Regions from separate parts of the Mus musculus genome. Here regions 1, 2, 3, 4 and 6 are each linked to region 5. The links are chromatin contacts, called in public HiChIP or PLAC-seq and promoter capture Hi-C maps. All regions are on one chromosome and are shown on one strand. Each heading gives the region's core, a stretch centred on a gene start, on an enhancer-like site or on the middle of the called end of the contact. The rest is flanking DNA. Distances are from core to core; before and after follow the strand shown. Region 1 holds the start of Mrpl30 (mitochondrial ribosomal protein L30). Region 2 holds the start of Txndc9 (thioredoxin domain containing 9). Region 3 holds the start of Actr1b (ARP1 actin-related protein 1B, centractin beta). Region 4 has its middle 24 kb from the start of Zap70. Region 5 holds the start of Inpp4a (inositol polyphosphate-4-phosphatase, type I). Region 6 holds the start of Lipt1 (lipoyltransferase 1).

What was found. Promoter capture Hi-C pulls out the DNA fragments that hold promoters and counts their contacts. HiChIP or PLAC-seq counts read pairs in DNA pulled down with a chosen protein or histone mark. Capture Hi-C pulls out chosen DNA fragments and counts their contacts.
Region 1: an H3K27ac HiChIP or PLAC-seq map of microglia shows a contact between it and region 5, with 7 times the contacts expected there. The contact joins the promoter of Mrpl30 here to the promoter of Inpp4a in region 5. A contact is called at or near these places in 15 of 39 promoter capture datasets (the 3T3-L1 cell line, 3T3-L1-derived adipocytes, the C10 cell line and 10 more), 4 of 115 datasets of contacts at active chromatin or transcription factors (bone marrow-derived macrophages, embryonic hindbrain, microglia and 1 more) and 2 of 9 other capture datasets (liver and pancreatic islet).
Region 2: a contact with region 5 is called in a promoter capture Hi-C map of liver, with 1.9 times the contacts expected there. The contact joins the promoter of Txndc9 here to the promoter of Inpp4a in region 5. A contact is called at or near these places in 2 of 484 Hi-C or Micro-C datasets (CD4 T cells and LSK cells), 3 of 115 datasets of contacts at active chromatin or transcription factors (cardiomyocytes, intestinal villus epithelium and memory CD8 T cells) and 2 of 9 other capture datasets (adipose tissue and liver).
Region 3: a contact with region 5 is called in a promoter capture Hi-C map of adipose tissue, with 3 times the contacts expected there. The contact joins the promoter of Actr1b here to the promoter of Inpp4a in region 5. A contact is called at or near these places in 9 of 39 promoter capture datasets (3T3-L1-derived adipocytes, the C10 cell line, the HPC-7 cell line and 5 more), 4 of 484 Hi-C or Micro-C datasets (B cells, CD4 T cells, embryonic stem cells and 1 more), 12 of 115 datasets of contacts at active chromatin or transcription factors (astrocytes, bone marrow-derived macrophages, embryonic forebrain and 7 more) and 4 of 9 other capture datasets (adipose tissue, embryonic stem cells, liver and 1 more).
Region 4: a contact with region 5 is called in a promoter capture Hi-C map of liver, with 4 times the contacts expected there. The contact joins the enhancer-like site here to the promoter of Inpp4a in region 5. A contact is called at or near these places in 12 of 39 promoter capture datasets (the C10 cell line, HPC-7-derived erythroid cells, cranial neural crest and 8 more), 1 of 484 Hi-C or Micro-C datasets (liver), 10 of 115 datasets of contacts at active chromatin or transcription factors (astrocytes, bone marrow-derived macrophages, embryonic basal ganglia and 5 more) and 4 of 9 other capture datasets (adipose tissue, embryonic stem cells, liver and 1 more).
Region 6: a contact with region 5 is called in a promoter capture Hi-C map of hematopoietic stem and progenitor cells. The contact joins the promoter of Lipt1 here to the promoter of Inpp4a in region 5. A contact is called at or near these places in 19 of 39 promoter capture datasets (the 3T3-L1 cell line, 3T3-L1-derived adipocytes, the HPC-7 cell line and 11 more), 15 of 484 Hi-C or Micro-C datasets (CD4 T cells, CD8 T cells, LSK cells and 7 more), 9 of 115 datasets of contacts at active chromatin or transcription factors (bone marrow-derived macrophages, embryonic stem cells, memory CD8 T cells and 3 more) and 4 of 9 other capture datasets (adipose tissue, embryonic stem cells, liver and 1 more).

What each region holds. Positions count from the first base shown.
Region 1 is chr1:37,889,062-37,891,761 of GRCm38.p6, forward strand. It overlaps Mrpl30 (mitochondrial ribosomal protein L30), which reads left to right and starts at 1,416. Exons shown (of 6, transcript NM_027098.3): 1 at 1,416-1,523. It overlaps Mitd1 (MIT, microtubule interacting and transport, domain containing 1), which reads right to left and starts at 1,350. Exons shown (of 7, transcript NM_026913.3): 1 at 1,099-1,350. The coding sequence starts at 1,249.
Region 2 is chr1:37,995,923-37,998,622 of GRCm38.p6, forward strand. It overlaps Txndc9 (thioredoxin domain containing 9), which reads right to left and starts at 1,286. Exons shown (of 5, transcript NM_172054.4): 1 at 1,187-1,286. It overlaps Eif5b (eukaryotic translation initiation factor 5B), which reads left to right and starts at 2,088. Exons shown (of 24, transcript NM_198303.2): 1 at 2,088-2,402. The coding sequence starts at 2,368.
Region 3 is chr1:36,708,614-36,711,313 of GRCm38.p6, forward strand. Actr1b (ARP1 actin-related protein 1B, centractin beta) reads right to left here and starts at 1,312. Exons shown (of 11, transcript NM_146107.2): 1 at 1,193-1,312. The coding sequence starts at 1,240.
Region 4 is chr1:36,784,007-36,786,706 of GRCm38.p6, forward strand. No RefSeq gene overlaps it. Among named protein-coding and RNA genes, the nearest start is that of Zap70, 24 kb to the left of the region's middle. Within about 2 kb of position 1,360, at least 50 of the 459 cell types and tissues checked have an H3K27ac peak or open chromatin away from gene starts, as enhancers often do. A contact at or near this core is called in embryonic forebrain, hippocampal neurons and liver, where this site is marked.
Region 5 is chr1:37,298,496-37,301,195 of GRCm38.p6, forward strand. It overlaps Inpp4a (inositol polyphosphate-4-phosphatase, type I), which reads left to right and starts at 1,343. Exons shown (of 26, transcript NM_030266.4): 1 at 1,343-1,623.
Region 6 is chr1:37,870,947-37,873,646 of GRCm38.p6, forward strand. It overlaps Lipt1 (lipoyltransferase 1), which reads left to right and starts at 1,273. Exons shown (of 2, transcript NM_001037918.4): 1 at 1,273-1,379.

The sequences.
Region 1 (2,700 bases), core at 166-2,665, 590 kb after region 5:
AACTTACTAAACAAATAAATAGGAAAAATAAATAGATAGATAGATAGATAGATAGATACACCCCAGTGCTGAGAGTGGGCTGTGAGTTCCCCCCAAACAATACAGGATTGCCCCTGCTTTTGGATGTCCATCAAAACTCATTCATAAGACCCTATTGCTAAAGATGCCACATGCCTTGACCACAGGTCGAGAACAAACTGGAGCTGGTTGAAAGCGTCCTCCTTGTTGGATAGTACCACGGTGTTGGATGGTGCTACTCAAGCTGCTGGGGGAGAAATGTCTTACTCAGCCACTCCCTCTGTTAAAACCAACCATCTGGGAAAGATGAGCCCATTGGCGCAATCGTGGTAAATGTGGTACCCAACTGCTTTCTGATTGGATGTGAAGTCTGCTTGACAAGAGGGACTCTCATCTGGTACTTTATACCTAACTAAAAATCAAGACTGTGGCGGTCCTAGGCCCTAGGGGCCGTACTACTACTGCTGTAGTTTTATTAAATCAACATGATGTATCTGCCAAACTGCCCTCTACCTCATTATGTTTATGCCCATAGAGCAGTGCTGTAGTCCACATGGTCAGAGAAGCCTCTTCCACCAGTACCGGGTAGTGACTGCAGAGACTGACAACTGGTTGGTGCACATAGAATAAATGGCCGTGGAATGCACCCCCATCTTGAGAATGAATATATAATCATTGATGGAGGAGGGAGAGACAATTTAGTCAGTGCTGTAGTCGCTGGTAACGTGCACATAGCTCTGTAAACAAACTTCCACCCTAGTGAAACTCAATGGATCATAGTTGGGGTGAGGGCAGGAAGGTGAGCCAGAGGAAGGAGAAAAATCATGTCACAAACTGACAACAACGAAGAATAAAATTGATTCAAACGCAAGACCTATCAAGCCTTATAGATTATATTTGGTTATGCCTCTTATGGTCCTTAGCGATAACATCGGTCTATTGCAAAGGCCACCACCTCCGTTGTCCTGCAGATTATCAGAATATAACTCCTGAATTTGAATGCTTCCTGGTAGTTAGTAAGTTTCGTTTTCTTAAGTTTCCGCTCAGTCCCAGACAGAGCGGAAACCGAAACTCGCTCACCTTTCAGAACCTGCAAGAGCATGTCAATCCCCTCCTGGTAACACACCAGAGCCTGCTGGTACCGGGACTCTGCATCCAGCTCTACTGCCCGCTTTAGTACCGCCACCGCCGCAGTGCTATCGGAATCCTGTCCCAGGCTGGACTTAGCCATCACTGTGACAACTCCTGGGCACCGCCAGCAAATTCCAAGAGCTGACCCACTGCGCTTCCAGGAAGCGCACGCGTGACGCCGCTGCGCCTGCGCTGTCTTCTATGGCGCGTTGTGAATGGGCCGGGACAAAAAAAAAAAAAAACCTTTCCCGGAACCAAAGAACCGTACGGTCTGTGACGGCAACGGCGTGGTTTGAATGTTGCACTGGGTCCACCTGCCTCTGTTCCTCTCCTTCCGGCTGCGGGGACGTTCGGAGTGGACACAGCGGTCGCCGGTGAGTGCGGTCGTGGGAGCTAGAGGCTCTCTCTGCAGTTACGAAATGACTTTCTTTCTGTTTCGAGTTGGAGGTCCCGCAGACCTATTTCTTGATCTTCTGAAAGCAGCCAGGTTGTCACTTTATTCGAGTCGTGCTGCGACGCGCGTGTCTCTGAGAGTCTCACTCGTGTAGATCTAGGTCCGAGCCATCCAAGCGTCAGTGAAATTTATTATTTTTTTTTAAGAAGGCAAAACTTGCTTAATTTTAAGATGTTGCGATTTTAGAGTGCTGAGTTTTTGGAGTTGCTGTTTATTAAAGACAGTGATTTTGCAGGCCCCTGTGATTGTCACTTGTTAAAGCAGCTGCTTTTGGTGGCTGAGAGGCCGTTATGACGGCTGCCTACTACCTTTACGTCCTGGGAATTCGAAGAAGAGAGACATTTGTTGATTTCAGAGAACGCGGTTGATTGCACGGGAAATTCAGTGTTCTGTATTTTCAGGAATGTTCACTCCTCGTTATAGATATATACCTTGACCCTTTAGAAAGAGAAATTAATTAAAGAACCACTTACGAGCTGGTGTTGTAGTTTAGGGGTAAAGAGCTGTTTACGTGCATAACCATTGTAAAAAAGCAAAACAACAACAAAACTCCAGCAAACCTTTCGGGGTGAGGGAGAGGAAAAATGGTTTTGGCAGCCTTTTGTTTTTCTGTGTATACTCATATATTAACATATTAGAAAATAGAAATAGGTTATATATCCCATGTGATAAATGGTATTTTTCAGTTTATTTTTATGTGTATGGGTGTTTTGCCTGTCATATCTACACCATGTGCGTGTAGTGCCCATGGAGGCCAGAAGATAGTCAGATCCCCTGGAACTAGATAGAGTTAAAAAAACATTTGTAAGCTTCCAGGTGGTCACCGGGAATTAAATGTGGGACCTCTGGAAGAGCAGCCAGTGCTCATAACTGCTGAGCCATGTCTCCAGCCCCATTTTTCTGGTATTTGCAACAGTACAGAGGAAAGTTGTTGTACAGTAGATGGCAGTATAATTGCTTCAAGGTCCAAAAGCTACGCACATAAGAATAATGCCTACTGTATTGAAATGAGTTGCAGCTCAGAGCACTTATATTCTGTATGCAAGGCTATGGGTTCAATCCCCAGTACCTTCCCTCACCAAAAGGAAAAACAACAA
Region 2 (2,700 bases), core at 36-2,535, 700 kb after region 5:
GTCTCTGTAACAGAGCCTGAGAGGTTAACACAACAGATGCCATGTTGGAGGCACTATTTTGGCCTTAGAACTCAGCATGTAGGCCCCAACACCTGCCAAAACCAGAATAAAGATGTAAACCATCAAAGATCTCATTTATGGTTCCAGAATCCAGGGAAATCCCTAAATACACTAGCTTGCTTTTCGGCATACTTCCTCAAAAATATCCTGACATAAACGTTACAAGTCCAGGTGACAGCCCATCGCTTCTACGACTAAAGGCAGGCTCTTGAAGCAGAGAGAAGTAATTACACACACGTCTACTTGTGTCCAACATCTGCTGGAGAACAACATTAATCTGGGAGTAGATTAATTAATGCAACCAAGACAATCCCTACTCTCTGAGCCATGCCCACTGGCCAACCTAATCTACCCAATTTCTCAATGAGTCTTTCTTCCTAGGTGACCGTAGATTATTCTATCAAGTTGACAGCTAAAACTAATCAGCTCACACACAAAATAAGCCTGGGCATGGTGGCTCATGATTACAACCTCAGCTCTCAAGGGCAGAAGCATAAGGGTCACACCTCATATTTGGAGCGATAGGCCTGGGCTACATAAGGTCATTTAAAAACTCCAACTGTCAGCTTCTCATAAATACTATACAACTGAAAAGAAGCTGTACTCCCAGGATCCCTAACTCGGGGAAGAGAGAGAAGGATCCGAGACCAGCCACTCAGAATCTGCATCACAGTATTCGTTTATCACCGAGAATTTCACAGGAGACCTTTACGTTTAAATGCGGAGCTTCACGCGACTAAAAGTGCTGCCCTGAATTAGGCGGAGGTGGTCACTGCCTTTATATTGGGGGTAAGGACATAACTTTCTATTTATTGAACCAAATCGAGTATTATTCTTACCGACGAACTGGGGGCCCTGACACCTATGTACTCCCCTACAAACTCCTAACCGAAACCCTAACCCCATGTACCTGTCAGCAGACTCTTCGCCACTCCCTGAGCTCAAGAGACTGGTGGAGTAGTTCCGGGGGGACCCGATTTCGCACTAACTGGGGCGCATGCGCCGTAGCCTCCGCAGCCGCCCAGACGAGGCCCTCCCAGCCGCTCCCTCGATCCCAGCCGAGGATGTGTCCTTCATCAACACTGGGACGCTGTGGCACTATCGGCCACATCACCCTCAGCCGTACCTGGACTATTGATGAGGCCTACGGAGAGAGGAAGCCGCAGATCAAGAATACCCACCGGGTTCACACAGGTTTCAACCTCGCAGCAATTGTTAAGGGCAGAGAAGGGGCTGTTAACTCCGCCACTTCATTGGCTACAGTCCTCTCGCGATACAATGTGAGACACTCGCGGAAAGGGCGGTGGCGAGTGACGAAAGCCTCGGAGAAGCCCTATCCTCCGCCACCCGGAACTACTGGCTTCCGAGCCTACGCTTCACGTGGGCTAATGGCCGGAGGGATGGGCGCTAGGCACGTTGGGAATTGTAGTTCTTTGTGCACTGACTGCGGGTCCCGGCTCTACCGGGAAACGAGCCGGGTCTTGAGCCTGAGTGACAGAGGGGCTTCATTTCTCGTTGTGTTTAATAGTTTCGAAAGTGTAGCTTACAGTACATTATAATTTATACACAGCTCACACTAGTAACATCGCCCCGAAACATGGAGAAAATTTTCACCATGCCAGGATCTTCCCTCCTGACTTTCTTAGGCACATGAATTTTTAGAACTTGCTCATACGAAGATTCATATTAGGGGACCCGTTGCTGTGTCCTTATGTCTTTTTCCCCTTAATAAATGTACACAGTTGACAATTCATGAGTGTTTCTGAGAGGGATCCCATTTTTTGTCCTGCCACCCCCAGAACGCTCATCATTGACTCTTTGTGGTCCTGTAATGGACTTCCCGCAGCTGAGGCCGCGTAGGCAGGGGAGAATTTTCAGTCCCACTTCTGCGTCGAAAGCCAGCCCCGGGAAGGGTGCCGACGTGAGAAATGAACGGCCTCATTGTCGTCCTCTAGGTTCTAGAACCCGGGATCCGCCGGACGTCGGTGCGCGGCGCTCACTTGCGGCGAGGGGGCGCCTGGGTTCCCACCTGGCCGGCGGCTCTACTGGAGACGCTCTAGCCGAAGCGCCGCTCTCGATGAGCCGCGCCCTGCGTCCCCACGCCGAGGCGGCGGGGCGATGCGCTTGCGTACTGAGGGCTCACACCATATGTGCCCTGTCCCAGTGCGCGGGTCTGTGGAGAGCCGGGTGCGAGAGGCGGCGGCGCGAGGGGGACCGAGCCGAGCGGGCATTGGAGTCAGCCGGGAGACAGTGGGTCTGTGAGACACCGAACCGAGGGGCCGGGGCCGCGAGCGCCGTTGACAAGCGATGGGGAAGAAACAGAAAAACAAGAGCGAAGACAGGTAGGCGGCGGGGCTCGGGCCGGGGGTCCTCCGGGAGTCGCGCGGGGCCCTGGATGGGCGAGCCTCGACGGGGCGCGTCCCGCGGCCGGGGCTCGGGCTGGGGTCCGAGGCGTGGGGCTGAGGGGCTCGGAGGTCGTTTGGGGGTCCGGGCGGTGTGGGGCCGGGCTCGGGCGCTGCTAAGCCAGGCCTACGGCCCAGGTGAGTGCGAGCCGGGCCCGGAGAGCCCGGGTGGGGCGGGCCGGGAACGGCTCCCTCGCCTCCCCTGGCCCTGGGAACGCCTCCCAGAGCGGCTCAGGAA
Region 3 (2,700 bases), core at 62-2,561, 590 kb before region 5:
ATGCTACGCCTCAGCCTTACTCTATTCAAGAACCCTTGTCTTCACCAGCAGACAGAGACCACATACTGGGTCCATGGAGGGGAACCACTTGGTGGTCTCCAAGTACCTTTCTTGGGTAGTAAGAGGAGAGGCAGTCCCTGTCCCTGCTGGAAGCTGGACCTAGGCTTTCAACATGAACTGGACACACCTTCCACTTAGTAAATGAGTCACCTACTCACACCCTTTGCCTACCAGTCTCTATTAGGGCCAAAATAACATATCCAAGTAACAAGCGAGAGGCTCCAAGCCCAAACTCAGCCAGGCAGGTGCCTCTGAGCTCATTAGCTTGTTGGCCACCAAACAGGTAGGTAGCCTGATGTACACTGTAGCCTGCCCCAAGCACACCCCCAAAGTCCAGGACTAGCCTCTCTGATAAACAAGTTATGATTTAAGGGAGCCCACATGGGTGCTCCAAAAAAAGGCAGCCACAAAGATGCCATCAGGGGCTCACGTGGGAAGGAGTCAGTTCCCAGAAAGAGAAGTGTGTCACCGTCAAAAGCTCCAAGGCCTACACATCAGCTCTGGGCACAGCTAGAGAAAACCCCAGCCACGTCAAGGCCTCTAAGGATAGACAGCTCCTAGGGCCACTGAAGGTAAGCACAACCCAGGCTGGAAGACAACGCCCCGGGAAGCAGGACCTCTTTTCTTTCAGGCTTGCAAACTACTACCCCAAACTGCTCCGTCCTGGGGAAAGTGGCTACACTCTCCGAAAAGATCATTTAGAGTGAGGGGGTTAGTTAAAGCGGCAAAGAGGCCACCAGGTGGTGGCTGGTGGAAATTAACGTGCAGTGTTTGCTTCTGGGTGCAGCCCCTTGGGAAGTGTTGTAAAGATCACCAGGCCCTTCAAGAGATAAAGCCAGCAGTGTGCAAGAAGTCAAATGTCAGCCGACCTCCATCAGGCGGCCAGAGCTTACCACCAAGCAAAGGGCCAGGGGTCTTAACTTGCCCAGCGATCCCACCCCAGACAGACGCGTTCACCGGCCTAGAGCATTAAGGACCGCCTGACTGTGATCAGCTGTACCGCACATCCTGGACTCCGAGGGAGGTGCTCCCGAGGCCCACCCCTGGCCCCACCAGCGTGGGCCACCGCACGCCGCCTGCGACCCCGCGGCGGGTCACAGTCCTTCCCCCACCCCCCGCTGCCCGGCCTCACATTGTCGATGACCACGGGCTGGTTAGCGATGATGTCGTAGGACTCCATGGCCCGGCCGAGCCGGCCCTGCCCAGCAGGCGGGCTGCAGGAGGACCGGCGGGCTACAAGGTTCGCGGGGAGACCTGGACGGATGCGACTCCAGACACCGCGCCGCTCCCCTCCCCCAGTGCGCTGCCTACGCGAACGCGGCCCCGTGGCCAATCACAGATGCCAAATGACCTGATTGACGGCCGGCGCCGGGGAGGGTTGCTGGGGGAAGTGGGAGGGGCCTCTTGGAGCCGGCTAACCAATTGAAGCTTTCCGGAAGAACAGCCAGGCGTTGCCAAGGTAGGCTGCGCGGCCGTAAGATGATGTCATGGCTGGGTTCTTAAAGGGGGCAAGAATTAAAAAGGAGGTGGTAGGTCTATTGAAATCAGGAAGTCTTTTGAGTTCACCTACTGGAAGGTCTTTCTTTTGATGAGACATCTGTGAGCATTCCTCTTCTTAGGATGTCAGCTCTGATTATTTCAACGGGAGAGTTAGTTTAGTTAGATTTATTCATCTTTTTTGGTTTTTAGAGGTAGGATCTCTGTGAAACCAAGGCTAGCCTTCAACTTGTGATTCTCCCGCCTCACAAATGCTGGAATTACAGGCATGTACTACCATACCAAGCAACAGTTTTGGATTTAATAAGATTCAAACGCTAGGTGAATAATTGTATTTTATTTTAGAAGTATCATAGATTTACATTTAGACCTATGTTTAATTTGAGTTAGTTTTTATACATGTATCAAGTAAGCATCGGGGCATTTATCACTAAGGCTGTCTACCTGGGGTTTGATCCCAGAGACCCATATGGTAAAAGAGAACCGGCTTCCACAATTCTGATTGCTACAAGTGCACCATGGAATATGTACAGCCACACACACACATTCGCAAACAAAATAAATAATGTACAAAAAAAAGTGGGGGGTTGGCAAAGAGAAACTGGGTGTGATCATGTCATTCCTGGTAACAGGGAGGCAGAGGCAGGCCAATATCGGAGTTCCAGAGGTTGACAGAGGCTACATAGTGGAATCCTGCCTCAAAAAATTATATATATATATATATATATATATATATATATATATATATATATATATATAATTTATATTTATATAAATTTATAATGAGAGAGAGAAATTTTTTTCAAATTGCCTTGGTGCCTATGTCAATAGTTGATAGTTTCTGTCTACCTTTTATTCTGTTTCACTGGTCCATTAGCCAATAACACATAAACTTGTGGCGTCAGTTTTATGTTGTTGGGCAAAACATCAGAGAAAATCATCTTAAGAGAGGTCATATCTCTTAACTGTTTGATAGCGTTCACTCATGAAGTTACCTAGATCTTGAGTTTTCTTTGTGGGAAGAAAGTGTGTATATTTATAATATACAAATTAAGTTTTTAAAAAAGAGATGTAGACTGGTTCTGGTGGTGGTGGCAGCTTCCCCTTTCCATCCTCCTCTTCCTCTTCTTCCTCCTCCTTTGG
Region 4 (2,700 bases), core at 110-2,609, 510 kb before region 5:
GCACCCTTGAGTGCTGAGTACTTCCCTACTCTGCCTCATTTTGTGTTGAAGATTTACTGACGGGGCTGAGATGAGGAGGTTATAAGTTGCAGGCGAGCCTGGGTTCCATAATGAGATCCTATATCAACAGCACACACTCCAAACAGGCAAAAAACAAACAAAACAAAACAAAAAAAAACTCAAAAAACCAGAACAAAACCAAGCGAAAACCCCTTAGCAGTGCCTTGAGAATAGGGAGATATGCGTTTTTCATTAGAAGGTGACGTTACTACTGCATATGTAAGCTGTATTACTAATTCATAGACAATATTAAAACTTAAACAGTCTTTAATCTCTTTAAAACTAATAAGTTGATCAAGAAAGAAATTTCCTCAGTGGTAGGATTTTGTGGCTGCTGGAAATGGTTTCTTTTGCAAATATTTCAGTTGCATTAAAATTCACTTGTTATTGGATAATTATATATTTTAATTAATTAATTAGTTTAATGCATGTGAGTACACTGTCGCTGTCTTCAGACCAGAAGTGGCATCAGAGCCCATTACAGACAGTTGTGAGCCACCATGTGGTTGCTGGGAATTGAACTCAGGACCTCTGGAAGAGCAGTCAGTGCTCTTACCCGCTGAGCCATCTCTCCAGCCCAATGACACATATTATTGCACAAACGTTTAAGAAAATAAATACGTTTTTGTTTTTATTTATTTTATCGTCTGCATCACTAATTGGTTTGGTATTAAAACATCCACGTGGGTATCTAGTACACTGGGAAAGGCTTGGCAATGACGGAATCCTCTGAAGAGGTTGTAGTTCTAAAACAATGCCACAAGGTGGCGCCACAGTAAAAGCAAAGGTGGGCTCAGTTCCTGGCACAGGGCGCTCACCTGTCCTTATTCTGGCAGCTTCTGGCTAGGGAACAGAATCCAGACTCGCCTCTGATCTTCAGCCGTCAGTTCCGCCGCCTGCAGAGGGTTCACTCCAGGCCGGTTTGCAGGATGCTTCTTGCCAGCCTCTGGGACCCGGGCTCCGCACCCTCTCGCAGAATACATCCAGGCTCTTGCGCCTTTGTATTTTAGCGTAGCCCTCTGCTTTAGTGTGGCACGCTTTTTTGCTGTTTATAGATTTAGCCCCAGTTGCCCCGGGGGCAGGTTGTTTAGCCCTCCCGTGCCTCAGTTTCTCTATGGGCGCGTCGACTGAAAAGGGAAAGTAAATGTAGAAAAACCAGTGGGAAGATCTCAAAGGTACCGGGAACTACAAGGACGCTTAAAGCCCTGACGCTTGAACCTGGCTTTAGAGAGAAACCCTCCCATTTTCTCTGCCACCAGCAGCCAGGAGGAGGGGGAGGGGCAGCAGCAGCCTAGGAAAAGCGCAGAAGAATGGTTCAGAGTAAGGACTGAGCCCACCGCCGCCCCACGAGGCTGTACGGAGGGACATCTTTCTTTGTTCCTTTCCAGTATCATCTGCTCCTGCAGCCCCGTCCCTCGGTCTCACAGACTTCTCTTAACCACAGGTTCTGCTTTGCCTGTGGATGTCGCCCCTGATCCAGCAAGACCACGACATTCTGTAGCTGATGGCTCCTGCCTTGTACTCGCAGCCTTTACATGTCCGGAGAAGAAACGACTGCGTGACTCAGTCACCATTCAGTTTCGTGGCTTTATTTTTGCACCTGTAAATGTTTTGCCTGCACGTACGTCGGTGCATCCCATGCGTGCTTGTGACTATAGAGGTCAGAAGAGGGTGTCAGGTCCCCTGGAGCTAGGGGTATGGATGGTCGTTGGCCACCTTTCAAGTGCTGGGAACAGAACTTACTCCGCCTGCTCCCCAGCCCCCTCCCCCGCCCCCGTTTTCGTTTATTTGTTTTTGAGCCGGGGTCTCCTGAAGTCCGGGATAGCCTAAAAGTCTGTGTAGCTAGAGGCGACCTTGAACTTCTGTTCCTCTTGGCCTCCACTTCCTGTGGTGGGATTACAGGCAGGGGCCAGCATTCTTAGTTTTATGGGGTGCAGGGGAATGAACCCCAAGTTTTGCACGTACTAGGTAAGCTCTCCCCCAGCTTGCTCAGTTTCTGGCTCAAGCTGGCCTTCAACTCATGCGCTGTCTGCCTCAGCCTCCCGAGTGGGTCCCCAGTCTGCACTGCCCATTAGGCTCACTGTTGGGATCCCACAGCCTATAGGGATGGGACAGGGCCTCAGACCAAGTGGGTTTGGAGGTGGCATGGCTTTAGGGACAGCTATTTTGGACTTGGGCTCTGGGGGAAACTGGGGACTTATGTCTGTAGCACCTGTTAAGCTGAGAGTCTGAACTGGGTGGAGCCAGCTGATGAATAGATACGGTGGGCGATCTGCAGGCCCCACGGCTCAGGACTCTGGTGGCTGATTTGTGGGGGGTGTAGGGCTGGGTGGTGACATGTCTCACCATGTGAGCTTCTGGCATCTCCTCCTCCACTGGGTCTCCACAAGCACACACACATGAACATGCATATACCACACATGTACCACACACATGAGAAACGCGTCTATTTTTGATGTTGTATATGCATGTCAGTGTGGATTTGCGCACTTGAATGCAGTGCCCAGGGAGGCCAGACGAGGGCGCTAGAGCCCCTGGAGCTGAAGTTAAAGGTGGTTGTGAGCCACCAGATATGGGTGTCAGGAATTGAACTCCAGTTCTCTGCAAGAACATGCTGCTAACTGCTGAGCAGGCTCTTTA
Region 5 (2,700 bases), core at 93-2,592:
ATAAATAACACAGCTGTGCAAGCTAGCTTTTTGTTGTTGTTGTTGTTAGGTGGACACAAGCTAGAATCATCTGAAAAGAGGGAACCTCAGTTGAGAAAATACCTGGATCAAATTGCAATGTAGGCACCCTGTGGGGCATTTTCTTAATGGTTGATGTGGAAGGGCAAGACCTAATGTGGGTGGTGCCACCCCAGGCAGGTGGTCCTGAGTTATCTAAATAGCAGGCTAAGCAGGCCATGGAGAGCACACCAACAAGTAACTTTCGCTCCTGGCTTTTGCTTCCATTCCTGCCTCTAGGTTTTTGTCTTGAGTTCCTGCCTGATCATGGACTTGTAGCCTGTAAGCCAAATAAGCCTTTTCCTCTCCAAGTCGTTTTTGGCCAGTGGTTTAACCCAGGAAGAGAGAAAGCAAATTAAGACTCTGACCATAAAATTTATTATCTCATAGGAGAATGCTTTTGAGATTGAAAGGGGGATTTCTATTAATTTTACCGTAAGAAAATCAGGTATATCAGTCACTTGAATTTTAGAAGATGAAATAAGGACAATATTTTTAATTTTTCTAAGCATGTTTGAGTTTTTTGGCTTTTGGCCTTAGGGTTAAGGTTCAATCAATATTTTCTCCCCTTCATCTGATTAATAAAAGATAAGCATTTGGTAATAAGTTACTCTTTAGAAGATAAAAGTGGGTGTGGTGGTGCATACCTGTACTCTCAGCCTTTAGGAGGCAGTGGCAGGAACATGAATAACACGAAGGGCAGCTAGTGAGTGGGTGACCAACCTGGATTACCCTGTTCAAAAAAAAAAAAAAACAACCCAAAACGAAACAGAACAAGCAAAAAAAAAACCAGACAAATGAGGTGTAAAAAAACCTGAAAAATGTTTTTGTTTGTCCATTTAAGTTTCCCCTCATCAGGTAGAAATGTTAACGTTACAATAAAGTTAAAAACGATCAGAGGCAGGGAGCCCCTGTCTCAGTGGAAATAAATAAGTAATAAAATAAAAAAAAATGTATCTCCGAAAGTCCTGATTGGTCTTCTTCCCTATAGAAAAATAGAATTTTGAGGAGGAAGTGTTAAGGTCCGTTATCTTTTGGGTAGACTAGGTCTGGAAGGAAGTTCAAAAGACTACAGTTTGTTGGTGGCCACGCCCACTGAGTGATGGATCAGCTACACCTGCACTTCCGACCTCCAGCGTTTTTCTAGAATCGCTTGTTCTCTGGGCAGAAGCCTCAGGGCATGTGAAGGTGGAAAAACTCCCACTCCTGGGTGACGTCACATAAGAGGGTGTGACCTTTTGGGAGGTGCGGCTTCCTAGGGGCGGAGCCAGGGAGGGAGGGGGCAGGGCGGCGGTCGGGGAGTGGGGCGCGCATGCGCGGTGAGGGGGCGGAACCGGGGCGGGGTTGTGCGCTGTGTTCTGAGAGAAGGCGGTGGCAGGATTCGGGCTGCGCGGGGACGGCGGGTTCGGGTCTGGGGTGGACGCCACCGGCCGGAGTGAGGCGGCCAGGAAACAAATCCCGGCCGGTCTTCAGGACCGGACAGCAACCAGCGGGGCCGAGGCCGGGGTGTGCGGCCTGGAGGACAGAGGCCAAGGCTGAGCAAGTGTCCGGGCCGGGGCGCGCCAGGTAGGTGGGCCGAGCTGGGCCGTGCCAGGTCCGGTGTGCCGGGCTTAGCGGAGTGGGCTGGGCGGCTGGGAGCTGGAGACACTGGGAACCCGGCCCGGTGGCGCCCGCGGTTGTCATGGCAGTGGTACAGCCTAGCGGTTCGCTGGCCGCGTCTTTGGAGCGCGATCCTAGACTTGCGGTCCCCTTGCCGCGGGCTTCTCGGGGAGCCGTGCGATGCTATACAACGCGCCCGCCGGCTGCATCTCTGCTGTATCCCATAGGCATCCGACGCTGAAGGCCTCGCGGTATCTCGGGTGTCAACACACCGGGTAAAAATAAACATACATGTTGGTGGGAGACACGGACTCTACGTCCTCGCAACTCTTTGAGCATTTTCTGTTCGCGCATCGGCCAGGACAGGATCTCCCTCACCTTTGCTTTATGTATTTTATATTCTTCTGGCTTTCCTAATAAGCTAATTGAGGCCTGAGAGGTTTGCAGGGATCCGTGGTCGTCTTTTGCAAAGCCAGTCATGAATGTGTAGGCCACGGAAACACTCAAAATGTCAGACACAAATATATATCTTTGTGGGCGAAGGGAAGGAGTGTTGATGGGCCTTGGTTTCTCTTGCCCCTTCTCTCCTGCCCTCTGACATTACATAATGGTGGGTTCCTCCTGCCTGGATTTGACAGCTCATGAAAATGTCTCTCTGGGTAAGAAGGAAGTAAGTATTGGCCGTTGTAAATCTTTGCCTCTTAATGTGTTTGATGTTGAGAGATTGCCTAAGAGTAGAATGTGATTTGTCACCTGCCAGTTAGGGCCTCTGGGCCAAGGGGATGGGGGTGGGGTGGTACGGAAGTTGGGGTGTTGCAGTAATATTCTGCTTCGTTCACTCCTGTTCCCCGGGTGGGTTGTGTGGACAATGGGGACATCACAGGGCTGGGACATCACACAGCTGGTTGATCTGGGTGTGAATCCTGAAGGTTTTGTCACTTGCTAACTCAGGTTCTCAAGACCCTCATCAGTAAGAGGTGTAAACAGAACCTCATTAGCTGCGTTTGTTTTGAAATCTAATTGCCAGTGTCAGGCAGTGAACAG
Region 6 (2,700 bases), core at 23-2,522, 570 kb after region 5:
CCAGTCTGGTCCACATAGCGAGTTCCAGGCAAGCCTGCCTTACAGGGGGAGACCCTAACTCACACTCAAATAGAAGTTTTAAGAAGAGCAGACAGAGCCAGGCATGGTGGAGCACACTTTTAATTTCAGCACTCCAGAAGCAGAGGCAGGTGGATCTCTGTGCATTCAAGGCCAGCCTGGTCTACAAAATGAGTTCCAGAACAGCCAGGGCTACACAGAGAAACCCTGTCTTGGGGATTGGGAGCGGGGGAGGAGACAGAATAAAATGCAGGAAAGGAGAATTGCCATCACCAGAGGACTATAAAGCAGGTTAGAGTGTTATTGGACATTCCAGTGGAGAAGCTGAAGAAGTAGAAAAAGAGGATAACTGGTCCAAAGACAGACATCTTAGAGCAGACAGTGGAGAATGAAGGAAGGTCATTGAAGGAAATTAAAACAAAACAAAACAAAAAACAAAAACAAAACAGAACAACAACAACAGAAAAAAACTGTCCCTTCTCAGATTTCAAAGAATACAATATAGAAGCAGACTACTAATTTAGGAGCCCTACTAAGGGCAACACAATGTGGGGCTATTTTGATAACTAGCAAAATTCCTACAATGACGAATGGAAAAGTATCCCTTCCCACCCTCATAATACCATCCAGCTGAAGACTGATCTCATCAAAGTTGCAGTAACAGACAGGAGTCCTGTCTGTGGTGCAGCTAATTTATATACCCTGAATTAACTCTGCTCATTTACTGCGTTAGCAGTACCAGGAGGCAAGGCTGGAGAGGCTTCCATTCTAACTGAAGGAGGAGAGACTGGTTTCTGTGGAAGAGCGAGGAATGACCACAAATTCTTTGGGCTCTGCTCATCAAGAAGTGGGTCCGTGATCTCATTCCTTAACTCTAGTCTGGCTTTGTTGTTCCTGGGGCCATAGGAATGCGGTTGAAGCGCTTCCAAGTGCCTTGAATCGAACCGCCCCAGCAGCTAGACAGCACCTCCTGAGTGTGAACAGACCATTTTGGACCACACAGTTTAGCCAACTCTTGCTGAAAGAAACCAGCATAGGAATCACCCAGCTCGTCTTTACATATTTTGGTAAGTGGACTTTGTCCTTTCAATGAATCTAGTTCTAAATGCATTGGCCTGAAGGAAATAACCTTAAAAATATTTGCTTCTATTTCAGGCTTAGCCACGACCTCCTGGGGGTGTGGCTTATCCAGGGGGCGAGCTTTACGGGGGCGTGGCCTCTTGAGGGCGGGTCTCTTGGGCGGGGCTGGGGAGGACTCCCCAGCAACTGCGTCTAGAGGGCTGAGTGTTCTGGGTTCCACGTGGGTTGATTGAGTTTTAATTTGCAGAAAAAGCTGCTGCGGGCGCGACCGGAAGTGGCAGGTGAGTGAAGCCGGAAGCAGTTCCAGTGAATTCTTTGCGGGTTGTGGAGGCACACGCTGAGCAGGAGTGGGTGCTGCGGAGAGCACGCGTGCGTCCCATGGGCCCCTCCTATTGGTTCTGAAAGCTCTGCAGATTACACCTGGTGCTCCGGACGTAATTTCATTATTGGGAACAGTTGATTTCTAATACGGCGTAGGGTAAACTAAACAAGACATTCAGTGCTAGTCGCGTGCCTGCTCCCGAAGAGTAAAGCTTGCTTAAAAGTTCGTAATCACTTCCAGGTTTGGATCGCGTTATTAGGAGGATAGCAAATAGTTTTGGTAAGGCCTTGTGAGGAAGGTAGGCCTGTAGTTAGGTCTTGCTTTACACTCTGTCAGGGAGAAGCATGTGTTGGCAGTTGCAGAAGTGTCTCCCAGAGCATGGAAGTAAGAGCCTCCTGAGGAAATAATTATAACACCAGTAATGAAGATGAAAGCAGAGAGCTGGGGGTGGATTGCTCGGCGGTACAGTTCAAACCTAGACTGAGTGAGTTCCATCCCTTGCTCAGCTAAAGCTGTTAAAATAGAGTGTAGTTGGGTATATCAACCACATCCTAGCCCAGGCGCCTACAGAGGAGTAGGTGGCCAACACAAAACAAACTCCACGGGCTTTTTTTTTTTTTTCTTTTTTGGTCTTGTCTCGTTGATCTTTTACTTATTTTGACTTTAGTTTTCATAGGTTTTGGTTTTTTAAAGAAAGAACATAAAGTTGGGTGGATAGGGAGGTGGTGGGATCTGAAAAAAACGGGGAGAGGAAGGAACGTGATCAAAATGCATTGTATAAAAAGTTTTTCATTTAAAAAAGTAAAATATGGGTGTGGGTCGCTATGCAAAGTAACACTGTAGAAACAGAATTCTACCAGGTTTTCAAAAGTTAGATTGTTTCATTTTGTCTGTCAGCTACAGTCTGTCTCAGAAGGTATGTCAGGCCTTCAACCCAGAGGCAGAGGCAAATAGATCTCTGTGAGCTCAAGGTCAGCCTGGTCTACAGAGGTAGTTTCAGGAGATCCAGGGCTACACACTCATCGTGTCTGAGGGTGGGGAGATTGTGTTCTGATAACTAAAATAATTTGTGATACGATACATAATAATCATTTAGTTTAACTCCTTAAAATGACTCACGTGTAACTATTTTAGTAGTCCTATTTAAACATGACTCACACAGATTTACAGTCTTTATTCTGGCAATGTGTCTCCCTTCCCTGTGACTCTTGTCACCTTTATGTAGTTCACTGATGAATCCCAACTGTCAAGGACAAAGCATGCCTTATAGTTACTGCAGA